2 separate regions of the Mus musculus genome follow, and region 1 is linked to region 2. A link is a contact called in public HiChIP or PLAC-seq data. All regions are on one chromosome and are shown on one strand. The core of a region is the stretch at or near the end of the contact, and the rest is flanking DNA. Distances in the headings are between cores, read along the strand shown.

Region 1 (6,779 bases), core at 4,264-6,763, 370 kb before region 2:
GTTGGATGTCTTGGGGGACATCCAGTCATTGTCCCGTGGGATTCCCCCCAGGCCATCTGTGAAGAGTCCCTCAGGTGGGCCCACCCATCCACCTAGTGTGTGTGATGCTGGCTCTATTCTGTTCTGCAGCGAGTCCTGTGCCTGTTTGTCATGTGTGTGTCTGTCGCTGGTATGAGGTCATGCTAGAGGCCAGGGAGGCATGGGCCTTGCCCCCCATCACAGCTGACTCTGGAGGAGCCACCCAGTTCCCGTTCCCACCTCTCAGTCCAGACTCTACCGGTTCTCTACCCCAACTCTCCCTGGATCCTCTCAGGAGCTTGTCGCTCCCTCCAGTCTACCCTTACTATTTTCTCTAATTTGAATATTACCCTTTGAATCTTGCATATTTCTAGAGAAAGAAAAACATAAAATAAAATCAAGAACTTCTTGCTGGGCAGTGGTGGCACACACGCCTTTTAGTCCCAGCACTTGGGAGGCAGAGGCAGGCAGATTTCTGAGTTCGATGCCAGCCTGGTCTACAAAGTGAGATCCAGGACAGCTAGAGCTATACAGAGAAACCTTGTGTGTGTGTTGGGGGGGGGGGATGGCGGGGGGGGGGGGGGAACGGGACACAAGCAACGAAAAACAAAACAAAACAAAAAGAACTTCTTGCTGCTCAGTTCCTAAAGCACAAAAAGGGGAAAAAATCACAAATGGGGCTTTTAAAGTTTTTATTACATTATTTTGTTTGGGAGGATACTGCCATCCCATGCAGTGTCTTTGGGGGGGTCAGAGGACCACAGAACCATCTCTCTCTGCAGTCCTCCCAGATGCTTCGTAGAGAGGACCACAGGAGAGCCTGGTGCCAGGCTATACCCAGGCTACTTTCCAGTATAAGTGTGTGCTAGTGGCTCTGAGGTGGGATGACCCACACCTTGTGGAAACTGGAGCCGAGCCATAACCAGTACTATGGTAGCAGTTGGACCTAGCACGTTGCTATGGGTGTTGCATCCTATTATTCTGCTTTTAAAGATTTGTGTGTTGAGGGCTGGAGAGATGGCTCAGTGATTGAGAAAGAGCACTGACTGCTCTTCCAGAGGTCCTAAGTTCAATTCCCAACAACCACATGGTGGCTCACAACCATCTATAATGGGATCCCATGCCCTCTTTTGGTGTGTCTAAAGACAGCTACAGTGGACTCAAACATAAAATAAATAAATAAATCTTTTTTAAAAATTGTGTGTGTGTGTGTGTGTGTGTGTGTATGTGTATGTGTGTGTGTGTGTGTGTAAAACATGACCACTGAGCGGTCTCTCCAGATCCCGTAACACTTCACAAGGCATGAAGCATATGGATCCTCTAGTAAAACAAAGTTTTCAAAGTCAGCCTTTGGTGGTAGCTGCTGCAGAGGTGGGTTTAATCCCCAGATGACATAACAGGGAGGGGTAAGCTGTACTGCCTATTGGCAGAGAGAAGCTAGAGATGCTCTCTGATCAATTATGTTCCACCTCACCTGGACAAAGGAGGTAGCAGCCAAGTCAGGAAGCCCAGGCTGCTGAGATGGCTCAACCTCGGGCCACCAAGCCTAGAGGCCTGAGCTGTGTCCCTGGGATCCACATGGCAGGTTCGTGAGCTGAATGATGGTGGCATATTTCTTTGATGCCGGCACTGTCCAGGCAAAGAGGACCAGCCTGGTCTACAGAGCAAGTTCTAGCCAGGGCTACACAAAGAAACCCTGTCTTAGTTAAAAAGTAAAAATCAATGAAGCCTAAAGATTTACTAGATGGTTAAACTAACAATAAAGGGCTGGAGAGATGGCTCAGCGATTAAGAGCACTGACTGTTCTTCTGAAGGTCCTGAGTTCAAATCCCAGGAACCACATGGTGGCTCATAACCATCCTTAATGAGATCTGATGCCCTCTTCTGGTGTGTCTAAAGACAGCTACAGTGTACTTACATATAATAAATAAATAAATCTTAAAAAAAAAAAAGTTAGGAGACAACTTAAAAATTGAAGTAATTGGGCCAGGTGTAGTGGCACACGCCTTTCATCCCAGCACATGGGAGGCAGAGGCAGGCAAATTTCTGAGTTCGAGGCCAGCCTGGTCTACAGAGTGAGTTCCAGGACAGCCAGGGCTATAGAGAAACTCTGTCTCAGGGGGAAAAAAAATTGAAGGAATTGGTAATTGCATTGTTAATTTAGTTTAAATAAGTCTATGTTTGTTATTTAATACCTCAGAACTCCAAGGAAGGGGGAGATTGACAGCAACCAGATGTACAGTTCCACATTGGATATAGCACAGTTGCCCCTGTGGTATCTCACAGACTGGAGGTGAGACAGCATATGGATCACAGAGGTTCCAGCCAAGGCATCAAAGGCAGAACATTAGGCTTAGGCCTTCTTCTAGTCCACCCCAAAAGAGCTGTGACCCTTCCCCCTTACTGGACCATCATTTCCATCTCACAGGGTGGGGACCAGAACCAGGGAGGTGGGATTCTGCAGCCTAGTGGAGAGATCCAGTCCACCCCTCCTTCTATAACCACACTTTTCTCACCTCTAGGGAGGGGCCTCGAAATTCTTGAGTGACACAGCTTCTATTAGATCCCACGCCACTCTGAGTCCTTTGGTCAAGTGCATCCATCCGAGGACTCCCCTGACCCTCAGCATGCATCTAGCAGAAGCAAGGAAGCCTCAGGCCTCTCCGAGCTCACGGTGAACTCAACCTTGCAAGGCAGATCAGGGACACTACTCCAACTTCTAGTTCTGCCCTCTTATTGCAGATGGCAGAGACCCCAAGGCTTAAACCTGAGCACAGCCAGTCTACATAGCCCCCTTCAAGACCAGGGGGTTCATGGTCTATGTTCCTGGAGGGACAGATAGGACTCAGGGGGGTATAATATCTGTATGTGAGCCTGTGTTCTCTCTCATCCTGTTTAAGATGCCTGTAGTTTGACCAGAATATACTGGAAGTCAGCTGTATCTAGGGAGACTGTCACCAACCTCCTGGAATGTTCAGGAAGTTCTCAGCTATGCTCTTAAAACTGAGCCCAGCATGGTCCTCAGGAAGATTGTTGCAAGTTTCCTAATCTGGACACAGAGGCCAAGAGGCGTGGTCTGAAGTCAGAGCTGGCTGTTCCCCACAAACACAAACACCCCGAGTCAACCTTCCCCCTCCTCCGCCCATGTCGTCAGAGCCTCAGCTGCAGTTCTGCCCTAGGGAAACCCAGCTACCACCTCTCTAAGAGTGACTTAATAATAGTGTGCGGAGAGAGAGCGATCCATTTCCCGGGGCAGAGTGGGTGGGGCCTACCATGTTCCCATTACACGCCATTTCACCTGATGCAACTGCTTTCAACAGAAGAAACGCATTGCAGCAGCCTGCTATAATGTCTCTTCCACCTGTGTAGGGGACCTTCCATGGGCAAGGATGCCATTTCACCTCACTGATCCACTGCACTCTGCTGGAAGTGGGTTTCAGCGGGACCACTTGAGGCCTTGACTTTTTTTTTTTAATATCTGTCCGGGCCAATTGGGATGGCTCCGCAGATGAAGGCACTTACCACCAAGCCTGACTATGTGAGTTCAATCCCCAGGACCTACAGGGTAGAAGGGGGAAACTGTTACTTCAGATTATCCTATGACATCCATATATGTGCCATCATGTGCTTCCCCCTTGCAAAACTAAATGTAAAGCAAAAGAATTGTTTTTTAAAAGGTTTTACTTATTTTATGTACATGAGTGCACTGTCACTGTCTTCAGACGCACCAGCAGAGGACATCAGATCCCATTACAGATGGTTCTGAGCCACCAGGTGGTTGCTGGGAATTGAACTCAGGATCTCTGGAAGAGCGGTCAGTGCTCTTAACCACTGAGCCATCTCTCCAGTCAGCCAAAGAATTTTATTTACGTGTGTGTGTGTGTGTGTGTGTGTGTGTGTGTGTGTGTGTGTATGCGCGTGCATGTACCGCGTGCGTACAGGTGCCCATGGAATCTAGAGTGCCTCAGATCCCCTGGGACTGGAGTTACAAGCAGTTATAAGCAGTTACACGTGGGCCCTCTGTTTGAGCAGGAAGTGCTGTTACCCGCCTACCTGCCCAGCTCCAGATTGAGGCCTCTCAGTGGACCTGCTTTTCCAGTGCATCTGAAACTCACCCTGCCTGGATCTCACCTTGACCCCCAAGATCCCAAAGAAACCGGTACGACTTTAAATAAACCTTTTTTTATTAGGGTTTTTAAATCCTTTTTATTAAAGATGCCAGAAACAAAGAGAGCACGAAACATAAATATCAACATAGCCTGAGTCACCAGCCTTGGTATGGAGGTCACCTGCATACCTGGTACTTCCGGGTCCTAACTCTGTGATCTGCATGAGAACCTTGGGTATATTCACAGAGTCCCAGCTGGATACCTCACCCTGCCCCGCCCCCACCTAGGAATCTCAGCTTTTGGGATCTAGAAGCCAGAAGATGGTAGTTGGGGGAGTACAATCACTGTGATGTTAATTGTCAGCTAGGTCTGGAATGACCCAAAATATAAACCTGAGGAAAGCCCCTGGGCATGCCTGTGAGGAATTATCCTAACTAGGTTCCCTGAGGTAGAAAGACCTACTGGGAAGGAGAGTGGTACCTGGACTACCAGAAAAGGGGGAAGCCGTGGGAGCACAATGACATCACGCTTTCTGACCGCTGTTGTAGTGGTGACCATTGGGCTCCCGCTCCCACCACACCTTACCCACTATGATAGGTGTACTGTACCTACAACCGGGTATCAGATAAGCCCTTCACCTCCTGGTGGCTTCTGTCAGGATATTTCATAACAGGAAAAAGTAGCTACTGCAGAGTGCGTTTGAGGTCAGTCTGGGCTACCCTAGACCTGCCTTGGCGCTCTGGCTGGCCTGGAGCTCGCTATGTAGACCAGACTCCGGATATGAATTTACAGAGACCTAGCTGCCTCTGCCTCCTCACCGTGCCCCTGGCTGAGTACTGGCTTAAGCCACAGGGAACTGCACTGAATGGAGAGCCTGCAGTTTACCTGACCCTTCTATAGCTGGGAGGTGTCAATGGGCGGACATTCTGGTGGGAGCCGGTATGTTTCTGTCAAGTGTATGCTTGAAGGTGGAATTATAGTCAGTCCCTCTAGCTGTGCATGAGGCGAGTTCATCACAGCTCTGCCAACAGTTGGTATTTTCTGATTTTCTTTTTCATGTTTCCTGGTCTAATGGGTATGCAGTGGTATCATAATCACAATGTGGTTTTAATTTGCATATCCCCGGTGACTAATGTAGTTGAATAATAATTTCATTTATGTATTAGCCAGTTAGGACTCTGGAAGTAGCTGGGTATCAGCCCATCTCTTTTGTTTGTTTGTTTGATTTGTTTGACAGAGTCTTATATAGCCCAGGCTGGCCTTTCAAACACACTATGTAGTCAAGATTGACCTAAAACTGCTGTCACTGCCTAAGTGCTGGTATCATAGGTGTAAGCCACCACACCCAGTTTTCTGCAGTGCTGAGTCAAGGCCTTGTGCGTGCCCAGCAATCCCTCACTCACCAGCAGCGGTACATCTCCAGTCCTGCTCTGAACGTATTTCTCAAAGTCCTTGGATAACGTTAGTGTGCAGCCAAGGCTCAGAGCCGCCAAACTAAACCCGGAGTGCTTGTCCTCTTTCCCCTGTGTGGGTTTCCTACCCTACTCCTGAATCACAGAGGACCTCGTGGACTTGAGCTCACGAACTGCACCTCCCAAAAAGCGGCAAGAGATTGAAGCTGACAGTGAGGATCTTCAGGAATGTGACCTCCACTTCAGAAGGGCCTGGGGTGGGGCTCGAAGCATCCACAGCTACCACAGACATTTCCTGACCACAAAAATGGCCCCCTTGCTGCTCCTCATGACGCCTCAAGCACTCGTGTAGAGGAAGTAAAGGGCGCCATGCCAGGTACTTCCCAGTTTCTAGGCTAGCGCGAATGGGTCCCAGCTCTTGTCTGAGGTTATGGTTAGGCTGGGACAGTAGCGCATGTGTTCCAGAGACTGGCGAAGGCTTGCTGTCTGTAGCGTTTGTGCTGGGTTCCAGAGGAGCTGATAGGCCTTCCCCACATGGGTACCAGCTGCTTCCCTCATCTGGAATGGCCTCTTCCATTCTCTGGTCCTAGGGCTTTCTCAACCTTTCCTTAAGCCCCAGTCCTCTGACTTCTGCAGCCCTTAAAGTGAGGACACACATTGTGGCTTCTGATGTCATGCTACCTTGATTGGGTCTGTGTTGTTAGCTATGCTTACCTCCCATCGCCCGTGGGCTGTAACGTCATCCTAGGGTCCCTCCCAGTGATAACTTGGAGAGAGCATCTTCCAACACGAGGAGACATGGTCCATACATAGAGAAGAGCTAGGCAGACAAGCTGACTACCTTGTATGGGGTCCATGGAAGTGTCGTGTCATCCTGATTAGTGAAAAGCCCTTCTACTGAGTCAGGAGTTCTCAGTCCCCAGGACCAAGGCTGGGATGCAGACCTGGATGAGGTGTGCACAAAAGCCCCTAGGGGCAGTAGGCTCCAGACACCCCACTAGAGTTCACTACAGTACCTAGTACACAGTGTCAGTTCCATGCCTCCTGAAGAAGAACAGGGGCTGCCTTCTCTTCCTTGAAGCTCTGCCAGCTTCATGCCACTGACATGCTAGATAGAGGCTGGGGCACAGAACTTGCTCTGGCTTCTGCCTCATGCCACGTCCCACCGAGACAGACCCATCTTGGGAAATGCTCTGGAAACAGAGTACTCCATATCTCATCATCCAAATGCAAACATCGT
Region 2 (7,440 bases), core at 1,238-3,737:
ATCTAGGTGTGGAAGACTGACTTCACTTCTGTAATCAGACCTCAAGCATGCCTAGCTGTACATTGTTTCTTATCAGCTCTACAGCAGTCAGCTGACAACACGGTTTTATCCAATTTGTTCTCATTAGATACAGATTTATCTACTTATTTGGCTTTCTTTCCCTGTTTCTCCTGGACATTTATTTCAAACCCACCAAGTATCGTCACCCTAGTGGACTACTTATATAGGTGAGAGCCCAACAGAAACCCAAGGAATTATAAAACAAAACCTCTTAGGGCTGGAGATGTGACTGCAGAAGTATTAGGTTTATTTTTTCCTCTTGATTCATCGTCTATCTCCACAGCTCCCACGTCCAGGTGGTTAGAATAACTGATGGCTTACTGCACAGTGAATCAGAGAAACAAAGTCACAATGGGTTCTGAAATTCCAGTGATGTTAGGCTGTTCAGCCTGTCCAGGTGGCTTAGTAGAGGGGTTGTAAAGTTGGCCCAAGACAACAGCTACTTGCAATGTGCTTTGAAAAAGGACATCAGGGCCCAGGTGTAGAGGTTCACGCCTTTAATCCCAGCATTCAGGAGACACAGGCAGGTGGATCTCTGTGGATTCAAGCCAGCCTGGTCTATATAGAGAGTTCTAGGACAGTCAGAGCTACATAATTTTGAGAGACCCCATCTCAAAATAAAAAGAGGACATCACCTTTAACTTTGAGCAATTAAAACATACAATGTCTTGGGGCCAGAAAGATGATGGATGACCTGGCAGTTAAGGGCACTGGTTGCTCTTCTTAGAACAACCATTTATAGCTCCACTTCCAGGGGAGCCAATGCCTTTCTCGGGCATCCTTAGGAATACAAAACACCCATTATAAAATGAAAATAAACAATTAAAAAAAAGCCACAATATCTAGCTGGAATGGCAAGATAGCAACTTGCCGCCAAGCCTAACGACCAAAAGTCATCCAGTCCTAAAGGCCTAACTTCAACCCCTGTGATCCACAGAGAAAAAGGGAGAAGAGACTTCTACAGCTCGTCTTCTGACCTACACCCCTAGCACTTACATACCAAATACATATTTTAAAATGTAGTGACAGTACAATATCCTGATGCCCTTGTTTTGGTCTACAATTCACTTGACTATACTTTGGTTGAAAAATCTTGAGACATCAGCAAATGCAATTAAATAGACATCGTATTTATTCTTTAACCAACCACCCAGATGGCAGAAATCAGGACAGTGTTTTAGTCCTTGATTAAAGTATTTGTGTCCCGGCCTTGGAGGTGAGATCAAGCTAGATAATGTTTAAGGAAAATGGGGGCAGGGTGGAGGTGGGGGGGAGAATGTGCAGGTGCACCATGAAAGGCTATCTAGCACCCCTTGGAAGGAGACTATCTCTTGGGAGAAAGTCAAAACACACTAATGACACAGGATAAAAAAAAAATCAGTTTGCCCAGCACCAGATAGATAAGGCTGAAGTACTCTTGCAAAACTGAAGCTCACCGCCAAACTGCCCCAGTTTGATTGCCAGATTATTTACAGCCAGTTAACCCATTTACAGCCACTGAGAGGAGGAGAAAGGGCGGTGAGTCCCACAGGATAATATTAGCTAGGAGAATGAATGCACTTTAGAGAAAACATAACAGTTCCTTAGAGAGTGGGGTCTGGGTTTGATGACACACTCAGCCCAAACCCACCACTTTCTCCTTGGCTCCCATCACCACTATGTGCGTCTGACAACTGCCACACTCGTTCGTGGCTGAACTGGGAGAAACGTTTATGTCACATCTTGGACAAGTCTACAGCCTGCCAGTGGCTTGCTAGGCAGTGTGTACCAAAGCTCTAGATCCGTGTCCTTAATTTTGTACTGTGGTCAGTGAAGGCCCTTTTGGTTATGAGGACCACATATACCTGGTGGAGAGTAAGGGACAGCAGAAGAACGAGGAGAACAAGTCTTTTTGTTTTTTCTTTTTAATTTTTGAGCAGCTGCCGGCTGTTATGCAAAGGCCTGGTACTGAGCGGAAAGGACCGCCTCTTGGAACACCCAGGTGCTCCTAAGCCACGCCCATCACCCTAATCCGCGCCCCATGCACCTATAGGCCCCGCCCCGTGCACCTCTCGACGGGGGACCTTACGGACGTATCCACCTAAGATCCCCAGGGTGGCTAATAAGCCCCGCCCACTTGCTTGGCACCCCTCCCACCAAGCCACCATTCCTCTTCAAGCCCCGCCCCTTGGCAACATCAACCTCTCCCGTGCGTTCACTACTTACCGTAAGCCCACAAGCACCTCTATAAGCCCCACCCACGTGTCGCTAGAAGCGCCTCTAAGCTCCGCCCAGCCCTCTTGGTACTGGTCCTTTCCGGCTACACGAAGGTCAGGCCACGCCCACTCAGGTCAACTGACAATTTTTTTTTTGAGTCTCCCCCTTGAGATCGAAAGAAAATGGTAGTTCCCGGAAATGACTTCACGTTCTCTAGGCTCGGCTTCCGCTCCTCCCGGAAGTGACGGGCGAAAGCCGGCTCAGAGCTCTGGAGGTAGAGGTGACCGATCCTGGGGGTCGGTGTTAGGCCGTGGGAGGTTTTTCGCGAGACTGAGCCACGCGTCTATCTTCTGTCCCAGGGCCGCCGTCACCATGGGCCGCGAGTTTGGGAACCTGGCGCGGATACGGCACGTGATCTCCTACAGCTTGTCGCCCTTTGAGCAGCGCGCCTTCCCAAGCTATTTCAGCAAAGGCATCCCCAACGTGCTGCGCCGCACTCGCGAGCGCATCCTGCGCGTGGCGCCGCGTGAGTGCGGGGCGGGCGGGGTACAGCCGCGCACCTCTCCTTCCGACGCCCTCGCGGGGCAGACGTGGAGGAGTTCTTATCATATCGAAATGACTGGCCTAAGGTCACTTGGGTGACTCCAACGGCTCCCTCTGAGGTCATCGCTGGCCACTATCTGTGATGAAAGGCTGATGCAATCAGTGTCTTGTGTTAGATGTGCGGCCGATTTTGCTGTCGGTTTCATGGCATTGTGAATATCCGTGAAGGTGCACTTAAATTTGATGGAGAGGTTGAGGCCCGATCTTGCTGTAGAAGCCAGGCTGGCCTTAAACTTGAGATTTTACTGCCCTCTCCTCGGGACTGTTGGCTGGAATTGTAGGCATGCGCCAGCACAACAGTACTTTTTAAAATGGTGAAGATTATGTTAGGTAAATTCCGTGATTTTTTTTTTTTTAATTTGGTGTTAACTAGGAAAGCGAAGGCCACATCTTCCTGGGCTGATATCTTTGTTTTGGTTGCTTATAAAATGGTTGTGTACTATAACCATTTTGAACCTCTTATTAAAAGTAGTTTCTGGTCATAATGGTGTCTACATTTAATCCCCAGCAATCCTGAGACAGAAGCAGGTGGATCTATGTAGTTTTGAGGGAGTTCTAGACCAGCAAGGGCCTTATACTGTGAGCTTGTCTTAATACAGCAACAGAAACTTAGGGCTGGGGATGGTTCAACATCTTTCCTGCTCTTTCAGAAGATCCAGATTCCATTCCTAGCACCCATATGGTGGCTTACAATCATCTGTGACTTAAGTCCTGAGGGATTTGCCATTCTCTTACTCCCTTAGTCACCTCGGTATGCCCTGAGCCACAGCACGCACGCATGCCTTTAATCCCAGTGCTTAGGAGGCAGAGGCAGGCAGATCCCTGAGTTCATGGACAGCCAGGCTTACACAGAGAAAGAAACCCTTTCTCCAAAACCAAACAAACAGTTGAAGCTAGGGACAGTAGAAGGACAGGCAGAATTGGTTGAAAGTCAGAAAGGAGGACATGGACTGACAGAGGTGGGTGGATCTCTTGTTTGAGGTCTGTCTGTCCACTCAAGGAGGCCATATCAAAAAAGGAAAAAAAAAAAAAAAAGCCAGAGAGCTGGGGCACTGGTGGTTGTGGTACAGGTGCCTGTTCATGTAAATGACCCAGTGTGGTTCCTCCCAGCACCCACATGGTGGCTCACAGCCATCTATATAACTCCAGTTCCAGGGCACCTAACATCTTCTTGCCCCCAGGGAGCTACATGCATATGTATGATCAGACATGCATGTAAACCCCTCCCCCCCCCACACACACAATAATAATAAAATAGAAACTTTTTAAAATGTCTGTACTCATGGCTTCCTCTCTTGATCCCTACAGCGTTTGTAGTGGTCTACCTGATCTACACATGGGGCAACCAGGAGTTTGAGCAGTCGAAAAGGAAGAATCCAGCCATGTATGAAAATGACAAGTAGACGGCCTGCACCTGGGTGACAGTCCCCTGCCTCTGAAAGACCCTTCTCTGGGAGAGGAATCCACACTGTAGTCTTGAAGACAATAAACTACTTATGGACTTCCCTTTGTGACTTTGTGTGCTTAGTTTGAGACAAGGTCTCACTGTGTGTCCCTGACTGGCCTGCGTCTCCTGAGAAATCTGCCTGCCTCTGCCTGCTATGTCATGGCGATCACCACCATGCCCAGCACAACGTTGTTTTGGCAATATGCAAGTTCATGACAATCCCTTTCTCAGCACAAGCCCTGCAGGGGCTGTGGTAGCTATGCATAGCGTGGAACCTGGAGTGCAGGGTCCCAACCCTCTGCTCCCATCACATCCTTAAGGTCTAGGGACAACACTGTAATCAGGGTGTCAGGTGGACTTGCTAGACACAGATGAACTTTTAACTCGGCAGCCTTTGAAGTAAGCATTCTAATCCCTTTGCTGATGAGGAATCAGAGTTTAAGTACTTTGCCCAGAATCATATGACTGAGTTGGTAGAGCCAGGTACCAGTGTGTGATCTTAAAAGCAAGCCATGCTGCCTTCCTTAGGTAGGGAAGGCCTTCCTTAGCCTAAGGGATTTCATCTTTGAAAGGAAAGCATGAGACATTCCCTTGACTGCTACAGCCAAGGTCAGGCAACCATGGTTGGTTATCTGTCATGTTGCCAATCCAACAGTGGCTTTTAGTCATATGTGGACCACAGAGGCTGAAAAGATCTATCACTTTGTGGAAAAGATATACCACCTGCTCTAGATATACACCTTTGGGTGTCTTTAGTTTCTCCTCACCTAGAGATGATAGGGTGGGTGTGGTTGGCAATCCTGAGCTGGCCCTGTCATTTGGTTAAGGACTGTAGCAATTTACAGTCCAGTCGGACTCTGAGACTTTTTTGCCTGATGATCGCTAGCTAGTACTAAAAGTTCTCAGAAGAGAGCAAATGACTTCCAACAATAGTTGCTTAGACTGTGAGGCAAATGGGAAATAGCTATGTCTGACAGTCATACACCCACACCCTTAGAACACTGGTTCTCAACCTCCCTAATTCAAGCCTTTAATACAGTTCTTCATGTGGTGGTGACCCCAACCATAAAATTATTTTGGTTGCTACTTCATAATTAATTTTGCTAGTGTTATAAGTTATAATGTAAATGTATTTTCCCGTAGTCTTTGGTGATCCTTGTGAGAGGGTTGTTTGATCCCCAAAGCGGTTGTGACCCACAGGATGAGAACCACTGCCTTAAATTGTCATTTCTGCAGCCTTAAGTGTCTTATCTGTAAAATGTATCAACAGAAAGTGCTGAGGTTGTCTGTATTGGAGATGGCGAAATGAGTGACCCCAAGAGCTGACACCATACCCAGTCCAGTTTCCCTGTTTGGCTCTGTCCAGATTTATTCTGAATGGTCTAAACAAATGAATCAGAGACTCTTAAGAATCTGAAATAGCTACTAGGCTTGGTGGTGTATGCCTTTAATCCCAGCACTTGGGAGGCAGAGACAGGTGGGCAGGTTTGAGGCCAACCTGGTCTACAAAGAGAATTCCAGGACAGCCAGGGCTACACAGAGAAACCCTGTCTCAAGCCAAAAGCAAACCAAAAAACCATTCAGAAATAATCTGCAAAACCCCAAGGAGGTGGAAGTATAGCTATATCCATCTTGTCTTTGGACACAACAGCTCAGAAAACTCTTTGCTGGGCAGTGGTAGCACATGCCTTTAATCCCAACACTTAGGAGGCAGAGGCAAGAGGATTTCTGAGTTCAAGGCCAGCCTGGTCTACAGGTCTACAGAGTGAGTTCCAGGACAGCCAGGGCTACACAGAAAAACTCTGTCTTGAAAAACCAAAAAAAAAAAAAAAAAAAAAAAAAAAAAAAAAAGAAAACTAACTTCTCTTAGCCCAGAGCAGATGAGTCTCTTGGGCTGACCCTTTAAAAAAATATATTACTGTATGTGTGTGCATGTGTCACAGTGTGCGTGTGGAGGTTGGAGGACAGCTTTGTGAGGTCACTTCTCTCCGTCAACCTTTATCTGAATTCCAGGGATCAGACTTGCAGTGCCATCCCTCTGAGCATTGTGAATCGGCTCTGATGTTCAGGGTCCTGCTCATGGCTGACAGTGTTAAGGCTATTTTCGGCCTGTTCCTCACAGACTCTTCCCCTCTGAGCTGTGTGAGTGTTCAGTGGAGCTGACTTTACGTGATGGAGGACCTGCAGGGAGCTGAGCTGTCTGTCAGTGTCCAGTGGAGCTGACTTTACGTGATGGAGGACCTGCAGGGGTCTGAGCTGTGTAACAGTGTCCAGTGGAGCTGACGTTTCATGACAGAGGACCTGCAGGGGTCTGAGCTGTGTGACAGTGTCTAGTGGCGCTTTGTGTGACAGAGGACCTGCAGGGGTCTGAGCTGTGTGACAGTGTCCAGTGGCGCTGACTTTGTGTGACAGAGTACCTCAACTCCTTTACCTGTTTTATTTATGTAAAGGCTACATTTTTTTAGAACTTCCTTATTATTTTAGACTATTGTTGTTTTGCATGCATGTATGTCTACATGAGGGTGTCAGAAGCCCTGGAGCTGGAGCTACAGTCAGCTGTGAGCTGCCATGTGGGTGCTGGGAGTTGAACCTGGGTCCTCTGCAAGAAGAGCCAGTGCTCTTAACTGCTGAGCCATCTTTCCAACCCAATATAAATCAACCTCCCCCCAACCCCCCCCCCCCTGCCAGCAAGCCCTAGGATTGCAGACATGCTGCCACTCCTGGCTTGTTACATGGGTGCTGGCATGGGTGTTGGTGATCTGAACTTAGGTCCTCCTGTTTATGTGGCAAGTACTTGACCAACTAAGCCATTTCCCTATCTCCTTGAGTCAAGCCTTTTAAGGAACGAAAGGCCGCTGCTATGGTCCCATGTCTCAGATACCCACAGCTCCCAGCCCTAAGATATGGCTCTTTCTTCGGCTGTGATGCAACCACTTGCTCCATTTAACTCTTGGCAAGGCCTATGCTCCTGTCCCCAGATGGCTCTCCGCTATGGGCTGCAATCTGGGAAAGAGAGCTCTCTCCATCCTGCCAGTACTGTAGTCAGGACATAGGTAGACCTACATAGTACAGGCCCAGACACCTGCCAGTTCCAGCCAGAAAGTAAATGCACTTTGACCCTTTGTTGAAACGTT

Evidence for each region. HiChIP or PLAC-seq counts read pairs in DNA pulled down with a chosen protein or histone mark.
Region 1: a contact with region 2 is called in a FOXA1 HiChIP or PLAC-seq map of pancreatic cancer cells. The contact joins the enhancer-like site here to the promoter of Uqcrq in region 2. A contact is called at or near these places in 1 of 39 promoter capture datasets (liver), 3 of 115 datasets of contacts at active chromatin or transcription factors (epiblast stem cells, memory CD8 T cells and pancreatic cancer cells) and 1 of 9 other capture datasets (liver).

What each region holds. Positions count from the first base shown.
Region 1 is chr11:53,802,380-53,809,158 of GRCm38.p6, reverse strand. All of the region lies in intron 3 of Gm12216 (predicted gene 12216), which reads left to right. Among named protein-coding and RNA genes, the nearest start is that of Gm30785, 34 kb to the left of the region's middle. Within about 2 kb of position 5,513, at least 77 of the 459 cell types and tissues checked have an H3K27ac peak or open chromatin away from gene starts, as enhancers often do. A contact at or near this core is called in memory CD8 T cells and pancreatic cancer cells, where this site is marked.
Region 2 is chr11:53,425,878-53,433,317 of GRCm38.p6, reverse strand. It overlaps Uqcrq (ubiquinol-cytochrome c reductase, complex III subunit VII), which reads left to right and starts at 2,487. Exons shown (of 2, transcript NM_025352.3): 1 at 2,487-2,782; 2 at 4,168-5,396. The coding sequence starts at 2,629. The coding sequence ends at 4,262. Gdf9 (growth differentiation factor 9) reads right to left here and starts at 32. Exons shown (of 2, transcript NM_008110.2): 1 at 1-32.